Linked DNA regions of Rattus norvegicus: region 2 is linked to region 1. The links are chromatin contacts, called in public Hi-C maps. All regions are on one chromosome and are shown on one strand. The core of a region is the stretch at or near the end of the contact, and the rest is flanking DNA. Distances in the headings are between cores, read along the strand shown.

What was found. A called contact is a pair of places that touch in the nucleus more often than the background predicts.
Region 2: a Hi-C map of Schwann cells shows a contact between it and region 1, with 4 times the contacts expected there. The contact joins the promoter of Stx16 here to the promoter of Ankrd60 in region 1. A contact is called at or near these places in 3 of 12 Hi-C or Micro-C datasets (the A7r5 cell line, Schwann cells and psoas muscle).

What each region holds. Positions count from the first base shown.
Region 1 is chr3:182,792,313-182,799,365 of GRCr8, reverse strand. It overlaps Ankrd60 (ankyrin repeat domain 60), which reads left to right and starts at 5,514. Exons shown (of 4, transcript XM_039106735.2): 1 at 5,514-5,846. The coding sequence starts at 5,519. It overlaps LOC134486504 (a long non-coding RNA gene), which reads right to left and starts at 5,454. Exons shown (of 2, transcript XR_010065549.1): 1 at 5,216-5,454; 2 at 3,607-4,621.
Region 2 is chr3:183,270,116-183,277,538 of GRCr8, reverse strand. It overlaps Stx16 (syntaxin 16), which reads right to left and starts at 5,468. Exons shown (of 9, transcript NM_001401893.1): 1 at 4,619-5,468. The coding sequence starts at 4,750.

The sequences.
Region 1 (7,053 bases), core at 4,265-6,764:
CTCACCCTGACAGAGACTGGGGAAAGTTTACAGAGCCTCCTTACCCTGTAGGAGACTGACTAGCTCTATGAGGCACAGTATCTTGTCCACGGTCACCCTGGGCACTTGTTCACACCCCAGACACGGTTGGTACCTACTGTGTACTGTGTACTGAAGATGAAATCAGCTCTCCCATCAGGGCCGGCCGGCTCTCCTATCAGGGCCGGCCGGCTCTCCCATCAGGGCCGGCCCTCCCTGTGCCTGAGTGGCAGGCAGGTTTCAGACTGCACAGACCCCAGTGCAACCCCCCTTTTCATGCCTCAGCTTTCAAGCTTATATCACGTTTTCTTCTCAGTAACCCCCTCTGACTAGCACCTTGGAAATGTTTGTGCATGTGTGTGTCACAGGGTAGAGGCTTCAATGTCAGCCATCTTGACACAGCTGATTCTCTAGGAATGGCTCCTGAGTGTGGACCATGGTGGAACATGATGGCACGCCTGTTTAATCTCTAAGGATAATTGTTTTAGGTTAAGCATTAACCCCAAAGGGGCCAAGTGACCTAGTCGGGATCCCACAAGATTGTGGAAAGCCATGGTTTTGGTTTTGAGGGTTTGGTTCCCCCAAATATGATTTTAATCATTTTGGTATTTTATCATGCAGTCTTCTGGCACCACAAAGGCAAAGGTGGTGGGGCGCCATCTCCAGGAGCTGTGTTAATAGCCAGCTTTGATGGAACCAACCGTGATCCCAGGCCAGCCTTCCCCTAGACTGCCTGGTAAACAACTGCAGTGAGAGGACTCACTAGCGCCCCCTGTTGGGCTAAAAGGATATAGCCGGTATTTTTCCACAGCACAGCCCTCTGGGAAGGAAAACGTCAAAATTCACATCATCCTACAGCGATGCTTTTTCTTTTTCTTTTTCTTTTAACAACTTATCTGGAATTTTGGAATTTAGAAAAATGTGAGAAACAAGAAAGGATATCAATTCATTTTGTTTAAGAAAAACCAACAAGATCTTTTTTGAGGTGAAAAAAAAAACCCTAATTATCAAAAATGTAGGAAATCCAGAAAAACACAATGCAAGGGACTAATTGGTGCTCCTGAGATGGCTCTACCTCACAGACTTGTTAATCTCTATCTGGAAGAAGGAACTAGGGTGATGAGGCAGATCCAGAGAGACCTCGCTGGCCTAGAGCCCATCTCTGCAGCATGCTATTCCATGCCTGTCTGACCCAGTCATGGCTCCAGAGCCTGTGATGACCCTGAGACACTGTGACCATGGCGCTAACTCACCCTGATACGGACTTCCCTTAGAGGGAACACTCACAGGAACCCGAGTCTGTGTGCCTAGCTCAGGTCTCCACACGCTTGTTGGTCCTAAGCCTTTCGGTACCACCGCCACACTGGTACAGAATTTTCTCACCTGTAAAACAAGGCTGGTGTTGCTCTCCAGAACCAGCTGTGAGGAGGAAGGAAGGAGTGTCCTCTAGGCTCTCCAAGTTAGGGACAGTGTGCAGACCCCAGTGCTGAGCTCATGTAGGCATGACCGGCTTCAGAAGTGTGAGCCGGGGGCCAGCATATAGGGTAGACTGGTAGCCAGTCCCTGCCTGCTGTAAAGGTTCTGAACAAGGTCTTATGTCCAGGCGTGTACACCATGGTGGCTTAGTGCAGGGTGATTGTTACAAAGGATCAGCTGCTGTGCTGTTGAAGAAAAGCTAAACAACTTACCTGAGGCCACAGAGTGACCAGTTTAAGTTTCAGATCTACACCTGCCTGGCTCCAGAGCCCATGTTTCTCGTCTAGACCTTGCAGTCCTTGTCAGCCATTCCTTGGTAGTGAGCTACAAAAATTATAAATTCAGTTCTTGAAATTTAAAAGTCCCCCCCTGCCCCCTCCTCCTCCTCCCTCCCTCCCTCTCTCGTCTCAAACCTACAGATTCTGAAGTAATGCCTTTACAATTACAGAAGTATGTGTGCTTTGAAATCTTGAGAAAGTCACTGCTGGGCTCTCACGTCTGCAGGCTGTGGCGAGGGAAGAGTCTGCTGCTGTGGGCCAGTTTGCAGACCACTTGCTTCCCAGCCTCCTGAGCCTAGTGTACGATCCCATGCCACATGTGAGGGTTCTGCAGGCCAAGGTCCTGTGAACATAGTGCTGGAGAAGGGTGTGTGGGCCTTGCTGGCTTCTCTGCTAACCCTGGCTGTGGCAGGTGGCAGCTAGGTCTGCAAAGAATTACAGTGGGCTGTTTAAGCCTGAGTGAGTACAAGCTGTATGTCTACTGGCTTGTCTCCCCACCATAGTGTAGGCCCTTTGTTCATTTCCAGCCTTCCCTGTCCTGCTCCCCACACATCAGTTCTCGTGAACTACAGAGCGAGATGCACAGAAAGGCTTAGTTACTCTAACTTTTAAAACAGGTGCCACTACTAGCAGTCCACCATTAAAATCTCAGCCATACTTTTGGAATGAGATATTTTATCATCTGAAAGGACTTAAGTGAAATGATATTTTTGGAAAAATTTTCCAGGGTCTTGACGTGGCCTAAAAGACAACAAAACTAGGATGTGTTATACAACACAGTTCATGGCACATGGGACTCCAGCTTTTCTCTCCTTAGCCTGTTTTGGAAATGCTAGGAACCATCATCTTAAAGTTGTTGAAGAGACTTGGCTCTGCAGTTGGCCCAGGACCAAGAAGTTTCTTCGATTTTTGCTTCCTTAGAACCAAGGATGCAGAGTGCTTGCTATAGACAAGTCGCCCGGGGAGGCCTCTGATGCACATGTGGCTTGTACTTGAAGAGAACCCAGTTAGTTGTATAAGAGCTTCTAGATGCAGCCTCTTTCAGGTGATGGCAGCTAGTGCCCCACCCCCACACCGCCCCCACCCCCAGACCCGGTCAGTGGCAGTTTGTAGAGAGGTTGTTGTGGATCCAGGTACCAATGGCGCTCGGGCTTCCTCATCATCAGCTGTCGCCAGCAGTTTGTTTTTTAGGAAAGACTCGTTATAGAAAATCTCCCCTTAGAGCCTAGTACAGGAGCTTCCGGGACCTGGAAGGCTGAAGCAGGGAGATCAAAAGTTCAAACCTAAGATAGAGAATTCTAGGCCTGTACGAGCTACTTAACAAAACGCTGTTCAAGAAAATGGAGCATAAATACAGCTCCGCTCGCCAATAAAGTAATTTAGTAGAAGCTTGTAAGTATTCTCTGGGCTTCGTGCCCTAATCCTCTCCCAGAAAATGGAGTTCATGGCACTGTGTTTGGTCTCCAGCTGAAGTACTGTACGTATGTAACTAACTTGACAGGAAGAGCTATGGATGTAACATCAGCTCTGCAGGAGTAAACATGTCACGTGAAATCTTGTTCTGCTTTGGATTGCTGCTGACTCCACTCATCTTACGGACTTTTGAAGTGTCCTTGTGACAGCGGCCTAGTAAAGAACTGTTACCCCTCTGTTGTGTAGCACCTCTCGATACTGCACTTTATCAACTGCTATGCTTGCAGTATCTTCTCCAGCCCTCACCCTTCCCCACTTCAGAAACTGTGAAAATGTGTGTTGGTCTTTGACAGTAGCTAGTGTCAGAAGGTTGTTTAATGTGGACATGGCCAAGGCCTGGGGGTTGGGGGAGGGACTGATGGCTGGGATACATGGATACTGGTTACACTTCAGACTCCCAAAGAAGAAAAAAGAAAAGAAAAAAGGAAAAAAAAGAAAAGGAAAAGGAAGAAGAGAAGAAACCATACTTTAACCATAACTTTCTATAAACCATTGACTCTTTACATTGGCTTAAGCACACAGAACCTAATTTCCTAGTTTTGAATCTCAGATGAACAAAAGGTGCTCGTATAGTTTTTAAACATTTTCATTAATTGATAATCCTGTGTTCTGTAAACATTGGACTATGGTTCTGTACCCATGTCTGTCCCTGTTTTGTGTTCTGGTTTTAACAAGGCACAGTAGCGGGTAGCCCATGGGACACAAGTGCCTCTTTTTAAAAATTGTATGGGGTTGGGGATTTGGCTCAGTGGCAGAGCGCTTGCCTAGGAAGCGCAAGGCCCTGGGTTCAGTCCCCAGCTCCGAAAAAAAGAACCAAAAAATAAATAAATAAATAAATTGTAAAGCCACATATTGAATTTCCTGTCATACAGGACGCCCCTGCAGGTCCCCAAATACTATTGATCTTGTTATTTAAAAGGAAAGAAAGGCAGGCGTCTATGCTGTGCTAAAGAGAGTGGGGCATATGTAAAGAACTCAAATACCACACACAGACAACAGATGGGCTATGTTAGCACAGATTAATTCATTAGAGTTAGAGACAAATGATTAAAGACAAAAACAAACACTGGCCCACTCTGTGTTTACTGTGTGTCTATGGTAAGTACATGGGGTAGAAGGCTTGCACAGCAAACAAGCCTTTATTTAAGCTCAGGGAATGGACACCATATTAAAATTTGTTGGTCTAAAAGTAAGGAAAATTATCCAGCTAGAATCTTGGGTTCTTTACAGAGCATAATCTTCTATAATGAAAAGCAGAAGAGCCAGGCAGCGGTGACACAGGCCTTCAAGGGAAGAGGAGGCAGGCAGATTCTGATCTTGAGGTCAACCTGGTCTAGAGAGCGAATTCCAGGAGACCCAGGGCTACACAGAGAAAGCTATCAAAAAACAAAAATAATAAATATGAAATAAAAATAAATATTTAGTGTTCTGAGGTAGAATGTAGGAACTGAAATTAAATTGACCAGTTTGGACAAGACCAGACTCCTATCAAGACTGGCTAGCCAGCCAGCAAACTTCTGAGTGAAGCTTTGGGATCAATACTCAGCACTGCCCGGGAAAGACTATAAGACCCGATAAAAGCCCAACCTGTTTACCGTGCACATTATAATTATCCATCATTGAGAATGAGCCTCTCTGATTAAACCACGCCCCCCGCCCTTTAGATCACCTTGACCGGCATGTGCTCTGCCCCCAAGTGTGCGGATGGTCTGGACCACCGTGCCTCAGTCCAAATTTTTGTAAGAAACTGCTAACACTAAATGTGTTTTTCAAGCATCTCTTAGTTCTTGGTAACAACAAGAGTTTTCAAAGGGCTTTCTGGCTCCCTGCCCCTTCTGAGGTGCTTCCTTCAGCCCCTAAAGACCTTGCTTAGGGTCTGATGTTTAAGGGCCTCCACCCTCCCAACCCTGCGGTGTGAGCTCCCCCTGAAAAGGTTCAAGCCTAGCCTTCCCATCAGGTGTTCTCCATACTTTTCTCCCTCCGAGGATGGAACGTCAGGGCCCACGGGTTTGATGTCATTTCCACGCAATCCTCTGCCTGTTCCAGCGTGGCCCAGGTCAGCTTGGATGGCGGCAAGCCTTAGAAACTGGGCCCAGCGTTTCTCCCTAATCATGCAGACTGCTCTAAACAGACAGGCTCCCCATAGGCCTAGGAAGCGCGCGAGGGCCGCGTAGGAGGGTGGGTGGGGGCCGTCTCCGGAAGCGTGGGCGCCCCTCTCCCGTCCCGGGGGGCCCCAGGCGGGGGCGGCGATGACGCGCGGGATGACGCGGGCCATGCGGAGGGCGGTAGACATGGCGAGGGCGGGCGCGCGTCCGCCAAAGAAGCATGGGGATGACCCCAAGGCGGGCGCGCGCCCCGCTCAGCCCTCCAGCCGGGCCCGCGCGCGGATTAAGGGGCACACAGGGGACCCGCTCGCCTCCACCGCGTCGCCAGACTTGACCCCTGACGTCTATGTCCTGCGGGTGAGGCTTGAGGAGACTGGAGAGCTGTTCCGCGTGGCCAACTGCCGCAGTGACATGACGGTGCGGGAGCTCAAAGAAGAGCTAGACCTGATGGTCGGCATCCCCTTCAACCTGCAGCGGCTGCATTTCCTGGACCAAGGTGGCCCCTGCCCGACCCCTTCCCATACCCCATGACCTCCTCCCACGCAAGGCCCCCGGCCCACTCCTGCCCTTGGGTCCCCAAGACACTTAACTACCAGAGAACCCAAGGTGACCAAGTCAACCCCAACCACCTTGAAGCCCATCTAGAAAGGCCCCTTGGAGCACTGGCTACTCAAGGACTCCTGAGTTCAAACATATGGGTGGGTGGGTGTCTTATTAAACCCCAAACATAAAGGTGAACCTGGCTCGCACACATTGTGTCTGTCCCAGGCTGCAGTCTTCCAATCTTGAGCAAGTACAGGCTACTCAGAACCTCAAATCTCAAAACCACAAGACCTTCGGGGCAGCCTCTTGTCTTCAGAAGGGAACCCAAGCCCCTAAGACAGCCATGTCTACCTAAGACTGCACACTTGAAAGAAAACAAGGCCTCAGTAGACCCCACCACCACCACCAAATCAAGGACAGGCCTTTCCCTCCATGAGAACTTGGATCCAAAAAAAATCCTAAGAGGTGAACACCAAGTTCTCTAGCCAGCATTTCAAAAGCTGGGACAAAATCTGCTGGGTCAGATCCTCAAAGGCAGAGGACATCTGCCTAAGATTGAACCCCCAAATCTCCAAGCTGAAAATAACCAGCTCAGAACCCTAACCCTAAAACTCAGTCGACTGTGTCCATACATAGCTGCACAAACACAGAAGAAGCCACCTAGACCTGGGACCCTCAAGACCCAGGACAAAGTTAGCCAAGACTGACTTAGTCTCTAGGCTAATGACCACTGCCTCAGGAACCCAAGTCCTCTGTCCCCACTGGCCACTCAAGATACTAAAAAAAATCCTGCCCATCTTAGGAAGCCCCAAATCCAGACCAAGCATGACCTCAAACTTCCATCAACTGTGTCTACATAGAGATGCTAAAACTCAGATCAAACATCCCCTTCTGGAACCCCAAACCCAGAACATCGGAATGTCCAGATCTCCCTCGCACACTAACCACTACCACAAGACACCCCCGCCCCAACTCAGACCAAGTATACATTCTTCCACGGGTGCTAAAGTTCAAATAAAACCTGCCAGTCCTACAACCCCCAAGTCCAGAGCACACCTACTCAAGGCTAAACCCCCAAAACTCTCAGGCTAACTACTACTGCAGCTCCCCAAACTCTAACTGTGCATACAGAGATACTAAAACTCAAAATGAACCTTGCT
Region 2 (7,423 bases), core at 4,219-6,718, 480 kb before region 1:
CATGCTTTTACTGCAGAGTATGGATCAGCAGTCAGCACCAACCAGCACTCTCACCCCTGGCTCAGACTCAGCTCAAGAACCAAGAAAACAAGAGCAGCTTGGTGTCCGCCTTTCAGTCATCCCAAGATTAAACTTTAAAACAATCACACACACACACACACACACACACACACACACACACACACACACACACACACACTAATTAGGCTACGTGAATCCATTCAGGTCCCTGAAGCTAACTGCTTTCAATTGCCGACATGAGGCACTGCCTGTACTTGGCAGACATGATGTCAAAGAGTGGCTTCTGCACAGTGCTGGAGCTCTTCTAGGTATTTTTCATTAGTAACCTTGAGCTGACAGCCACACTGTTGTTGACTATGGATCTCTCCTTTTCAATTTAAAGGTAAGGTTGTGTGCTTTGGTCAGGAGAAACAAGTATTAAAACAGAACTGCAGAAAACACTGCTGAATTGATGGGGCCACCAGAGATCACCTCACTCAAAATCCTCAATTTAGCAAGGAGACAAAAGATGTCCAAAAAGATTACATCCACAGCAGAGCAGGGCTTAGACTGAATTCCCAGACTCGCATCCATCTCTCTCTCCCTGTATCACATGCTGCCCGACGGACAGCGTGATGGATGCCCAAAAACCAAGGCAGAACACAAGTCCTGAAAATCACCAACAAGTGCCTTTGGCTTGGGTGCAAAAGCCAGCCCCAGTCGTTTCTAACAGTTAACTTTACTAACATAAACACGAGACATAAGTGGGTAGAAATCTGGGTAGATGCTGTGCTGAATTTTAAAAAGAGTAGAGAAAAATCAGCTCTCATCCACAGGGGACAAACTTAAACTATGCGTCTGACCCGGGATGGCTGGACCTAGAACAACCCTCCAGGGAGCCAGGCGGCTGAGAGGGTCCACATGCGGGAAGAGTCAGTGTCCTCTGCTGCAGACAGACCACCAAGTGGGAGGCAGGAAAATCGCTGGCATTGATAAAGAAAAACACATTTCAGAAGTAAAAGGTAACAGCTGCCGACTGCCCTGCCCATTGCAGAAGTGTCCAGCAGGGAAACATGAAGGTTCCACAAAAAGGGACATTGGGCCAAGGCCTTTAGGTTCAGTCTGGCCCTTGGGACATTCTGTTGCTTGTTTTTGCTGCTGCAAATCCTCCTTAAATCCACCCTTACTTGCGACACATCTACCTGCACCTACTTTGCATGCACAGCTCCTACAGCAATCATCACCAACAAACTTAGAGCTTTCTCTTCAAACTACTTAAAAAAAGATGGGACTCATGCTTTTAAACGTTCAGGCTTCTACTGTGGTTTGTTTTGCACTGTGTGAGAAACGCACATCCACACACGGCTCTGCGATCCACTTCTGTAGTACTGTTTTCATGTAAGGACACAAAAGCCCCATGTTCAATCTTTAAACAAAAGCTGTTATGTTAGGTATTTACTATCGGTTACACACGAGACAAGCCACACCCCAAAAGCAATGTCTACGGTGTGCCCTGCTAATTAGAAATGTAGATTTCCAGGTAATGATCTTTAAAAATTAAATTCTCTGGTTTGCTTACCTCCTTTTTAATTATCCAGGTTTAAATATGCAGTTACAATTGTCTCTTTGTCTTACTGACTAAGACAGGTACATACTTTTAAAGTTTCTATTTGTGATTTCTCCATGCTGAAATATCTGCTTAAAATACAATAAGAAAGTAAAGGGGTTCAGGTCCCTGAGGAAAAACTGCATGCCTGGGTCTAAGTCAGCAAAGCTCTGCTTTCCGGCTTCCTATGTCTGTGAGAGCAGAATATTTAAAATCAGTGCTACCTTAGTAGTGAGCACTTAAAGACATCTAGCAGAATTAACAATTTTAATTACAATTAGTTGGATAATCTAATATCATCTAATATCTTGTCCATATTCAAAGCTGACCGATAAACTCCTGATTTACTACATGATTTTGAAATTTACAAGTCAAAAAGCGTGGTTCTCAAATCTGCTCTGAGCTAGAAGCACTGCACGAATGACGCTGTAGTTTTTAAAAATTGTCTCAAGCATATCTTTTTTTTAATAAAATATCTGTAATGCTTTTTTGACTCCCAGAACAGTTATAAAAAATTATAATCTCTATTCTGTTAATATCTTGATATTCTTGACTATTTTGGGTGCAGAAATAATTTGTGAAAAAAACCTCATGAACAAATTGAAAAACAACGGTGTCAGAGACAGATTTACAGCTGTCTGTATTTTAAATAACAATTAAAATGTAGAAATATAAAAATGTAGTTTTGCTTTTTAAATTGTAACTCAGGCAAACTATTTTTATTGGACTGAAAGAAAGCTGGGTTGTTTTTTTTTGGGGGGGGGGGGGCAGGCTGAACTGAACATAGGTATTTCCACGAACTGGAGTTTCCTTTTTAGTCATCGAAGAAAAATTCCAGAAGCACAGGCTCATAAAAGCATGCAGTATTTTCAGTAGTGTGACATATGAAAATATTTTTAATGTTCTTGACTTCAACATGAATTTTAGCTGGATTTATAAATTAGTTTCAAAAAACTGTCTGAATTTGTTAAATAGAGCTGTATATTTCTTGACATTACCTGCTTTTCCAAACCATATACTATAGCTAAGCAGTTTAAACTTATTTTATTCCACATATATAGATATAGATATACAGATATACATTCAAATTATCTAACTTAGGAAAATATTTAAAAAAGCAGTTGGACTCAGTAATGTATTGTTGAAAAGCTGCCGGTCCAAGATACTGTGTTTTTAAACTCCCTGAATTAAGCGTCAAAATTTTTCTCTCAGGTTACCTAAAGGTTCAGGATACTTCAACCTAACAGAATTAAATTTTAAAAAACAAACATCTTTTTCATCAGTTAAAACGGAGACCCCAGAAGCTCTAGTGTGGGCTTAGCTGTTTTGTTTTGTTTTCCCCACGGGGTAGCATAAAATTAAGTCGTAAGAACAGGGGATCCTCACTAGCATAACCAAAGACCCATGGATTACATTCATTCACTATTTCTCAGTTTATTTCTGGAGACTCTTTTCAAAAACCGCGTTAGAATGAACACATTTCCGTGCTGACATTTTTCTCCTACTTATTTCCGTGTAATATTATTCCTTTCGGCTTACAAATGTAGAAATCCCTCAAACACAAATGTAAACAAAGCCTCATCACACTCCGGCTAGTTCTCTATGCCTTGTGGCCGGAGTTTACATCCTGTATCCTTTTATCTTTAAAATTGCCTGCACGGCTTAAAAATCCCTTTTCTGTGAACAATATAGACAAAAATATTTTCCACGGTGACCTAAAAAGGGATAACTGTCTTGGCAACACAGTGACAGTCACGACACACAGCTTAATTTTTCATTAGCACTTCAATAAATGATAAAAGGAAAAAATTAAAAGGTAATATAGTGTTTAAAAGGCGAGGAAGCTTCAGGGTTTCACGAACTGTATTTCAAATGCAGCCCCCTAAGGTCTTGGGGTGACCATGCACTCCCCCATGCTTCAAGGCCGCTTCCATTCAAACCTTCCCTTTTCAATTAAAGGTATTATTACAAAGCTAACAATATTCATCTGGCTGCACTATTCAGACCCGCCCCCTATCTGAGATAGCAGGAAACTGAAGCTCTGGAAGCCAAAGCCTCCATCGAAAACAAACCAAATACAGCAATCTTTCTGGAACATTGCTTTGAAAAAGAACAACAACAACAACACCTTACACTGCTAGGCGAAAAGTGAAGTTCTAGTCAATAAAATCAAAAGCCATGTGCTATTTTGGGGGGCTAATTTTCACATCCGCATCATGTTCTTATAAAAAAAAAAAAAAAGTTCGAATGGAGAGGAACGCTTAATTTCCTGTGTGGGAAATGGAAAACGAAGCTCCCAGCACCTTGCAGTCTCACCAACGTGAGACCTCGGGTTGAAAAAAAAAAAAAAAAAAGAACAACAAAAAAACAGCAAAGCAATTACTCCTAGAGTACATGGCCACACCGAGGACTGGGGCCACTGGGGAAAAAATGGTGAAAAAGAAAATGAGCAAAACACATACACACATACACACACACATATACACACACAGAACAACTCCTTCCTGGGGGGAGGGTGCAGGGGGGGGGTTGCTCTGCAAGGATTTGAGTCAGTTAACCAACCACCTGGCCCACAGAACCAAAGTGAGGCCATTGCAGGGGGGCGGGGAGGAGGGGAGGGACAAACAAAACAAAACAAAACAAAAAGAAGGATGGAGCAAGGCCTAGGTTCCAAGTCCTCGTGCTAAAGCATATGTAAATCGAGGCTGTCGTCGTGCAGAGTCGACGGATGGTGGGGGAGGGGGGCTGGGAGGCCCAAGGAGTGAGAAGGCTAAAGTAAAGTAGGTCAGGGATTGATACTGTGGTCCCCATTGGGGGTTGTTGGGTGCCCCATGACCCCTGGCCAAGGAACCCTTCCAATTAAGTATCACTCCTGGTCGTCGTCGCCTTGTGGTTGTTGTCGTTGTTCTTTTTTTCTTTCTTTTTAGACAGAGAGACAGACAGAGACAGACAGACAGGCAGAGCCGCAGTGCACACGGTGTGTGTGTCTGGAGAGGCCGCCAGGAGACTCACCGCAGCAATGCTACGTGAATGCAGAGGGCTGGAGGTGGTGTGACTACTCACTTGCTCGGCTAACAGCTGCCGGTTTTGGATGGAATTATTCCGCAACAACAAGAAAGCGTCGGTTAAACGCCTGGTGGCCATGTCTCACCCTTTGTGACCACCCTCTCAGGGTCCCCCACCCCCTTATAGTCCTGATTTTTCACTTTCTTTCTCTTGGTCTGGCCTAGCTGGTCCACTCTTGCATAGAAACCTCTCTTGACAAGGCCTTAGGCTTTTAAGGCACAATTTTGCGCTCCACCAAAGCGCAAAGACCCCTCCCCAAATAACCACCTAGGCTTTCCAATTGTCTGACTCCCCCTACCCAAGGCCTGGCTCAGATCTCAAAGCACTTGAATTCCCCCAATCCTTGCGTAGAAATCTAACGTCCTGGAGACCCCTCCCCAATCCAACCTTGGATCTACAAGCGTCTAACGCGCCAATCCGGCTAGGGGATGGAAAAGACCCCTACCCACTCATTTCCTAAGACCTCCCCAAAGGTGCTGGCGCCCTAACCCTAATGTGTCTGGCATGTGGCTCTAACTTGGGAGTTTGGGTTAACTCTCCTCACAAAAGGCCTGCTTCAAACAGGCCAGCCCAGGACTACAAAAAGCGTCTACAGCTCCCATATGGCGACTGAGTCTATTATGGCTCAGGTCGACCTAACCCCTTTCTTTCCTGGGTGGCCTGGTTCTCCACTGCCAGCAGGCTGTAGGCCTTCAATAAGGACCTCACGGCCTGCCTCCCCGGCCTCCTCACTCCTCTTCAATCCTCTTCACCGGCAACCCTCCATCCCGGGATCTGGCTGCAACCCTGCCCAAGCCGGCTTCCGTGCTGTGGTCCCGGGCTCTAGCGTTCCCCAGCCCTCTTCCTGTCCGTCCCTCGCGGGTGCCCCCCTGCGACATTCATGAGTTTACTTGCAACGTTCCGGGAGCGGGAGCTCCCTTATTGCCCTGCCCCGGGGATGGGAGCGCTCCGCCCTCTCTGGGGTATTTCCCGGGGTGTCCTGTTCCCCTTTTCCTAAGTGTGTTGAGGCTTTAGGGCAGGCGTCCTGGCCCGAAAAAGGCTTCAAAAACTTGGCCCTAGAGCCGAAAACCACCACTGGAGTCCAGGCAATTGTGAACTTCTAGAAGAATTGTCAGGCAGGCAGAAATGTGGCTCTTGTAGAGCCTAGTCCTGAGCGGGGGCGGGAATAAAAAAGTGGAAGACGGCTGCCTCTGCAGGCCAGGCACGCTCCACTGCAGGCGACTGGCGCTGCTGAGATGGCTCTCTTTCTCTCTCTCTCTCTCATTTTTTTTTTTTTTAACTGTGAAAAAAAACAAAAAAGTATCCGAAAAACAACCAGGCCAGGAAAAAAAGTAATGACAGAAAAAGCTTGGGCGTTAGGCCTCGCTGTGGGCAATCAAGAGTGGTCAGGTACCCACACTTGGGCACTACAGTGTTGTGCAGGACAAGTGGTAAAGGTCCCTAAACTTAAAGGCACTCCCTCGGTCCCACTCCCGACAAAAGAATTTTGTGTTTTGGCTATGCCCACGTTTCGTCGAGCTGAGGCTTCTGGTTGCCTCCCGGGTCCCTGGAGCCACTCAACCGATGGCTGCTACCTGGCTGGGGGGGGGGGGTTCCCAGGGGCCCCCAGGGCTGTAGCTGCTGCATCCTTAGAACATCCTTAGCTCAGGAGGCCGGGGTCACGGGCAAACATCGATGACAGACCCATATCTGCAGCATGAGTTTATGGGGTGCCTTGCCCTCAATCTTGGCCTCAGCTTTGGGGTCTGATTGGGAACATCTTGGCCACAGTTGAGGTCTCCCGGGTGCCACGACGCAGGCGTGGGAGCCGCGTAGGGTCAGGATCCAGAGCCCTGGGTGATTTTCCTCTTAAGGGTGCTTGTCAATACATTCCTGTGCAACTAAGTATTCGTGTGCAACTAAGTATTTGTGTGCAACTAAGTATTTGTGTGAAAAGTATCTTTGAGGCACATAACACAATGAATGCAGGGAGGAATCTAGGCCCCGGAGAGCAGCAGGGGGGCGAGCTGATAGCGAGGACCGTTGGTTGGGACGGGCTTTCAACGCCATGGCGCTCAGTCCCCCGCAGCAGTCGACGATCTGCGGGGGTTGCTATAGGCGCGACAGGCAGCCCAGACCCCGCCGGGGCCATAGAACCATGCACTCGGCTGCTCCACAGGCCCGGGGTTTATCTCATGGAGCGAAATGAGAGGAACCCTGTGTGCAGACCCCCGGGGATATTTGTGTAGCGAGGGAAGAGTTCCGGCAGCCCACCCTGCTGGTGAGAGCTGACCCCAGTCACGTGGCAAAGCCCCCTCCTCCTCCTCCCCCTCCTTCTCCTTTCTGTGCATACGGCGGCGTTAGTAAACAACCGCCGAGCCGGTCTCCCGCAGGAACATTGGATTAGAGCTGTGGGCCTGTTCTCCATTCTCGAGAGCACACATCGCCGCCCCTCCCCTGCAAAGCAGGGGCTTGTTTACTTCTGGCTAGAACCTGATCTCCCTCCTACGCTGGACGGCTGTGTTTTAGTCATCTTTGTACCCACTGCCATCTCATCTGGCTTGTAACAAGCTCCGAATAAATGGTTTTTAAATATGTCCACGAATATTGGAGACCCGAGATTTAAGTTCCCAAATGCTCTGACCTCCCTCCAGCATCTCTAAAGCCTTTCGAGCCTTCTAATGTATATATTTTAAACACGCCTGCAAGTCCAGTTTACATAATCTTTGCAATCTGTGGCCCGTCCACCTCCCTAGGGTTACTGTGCAGATA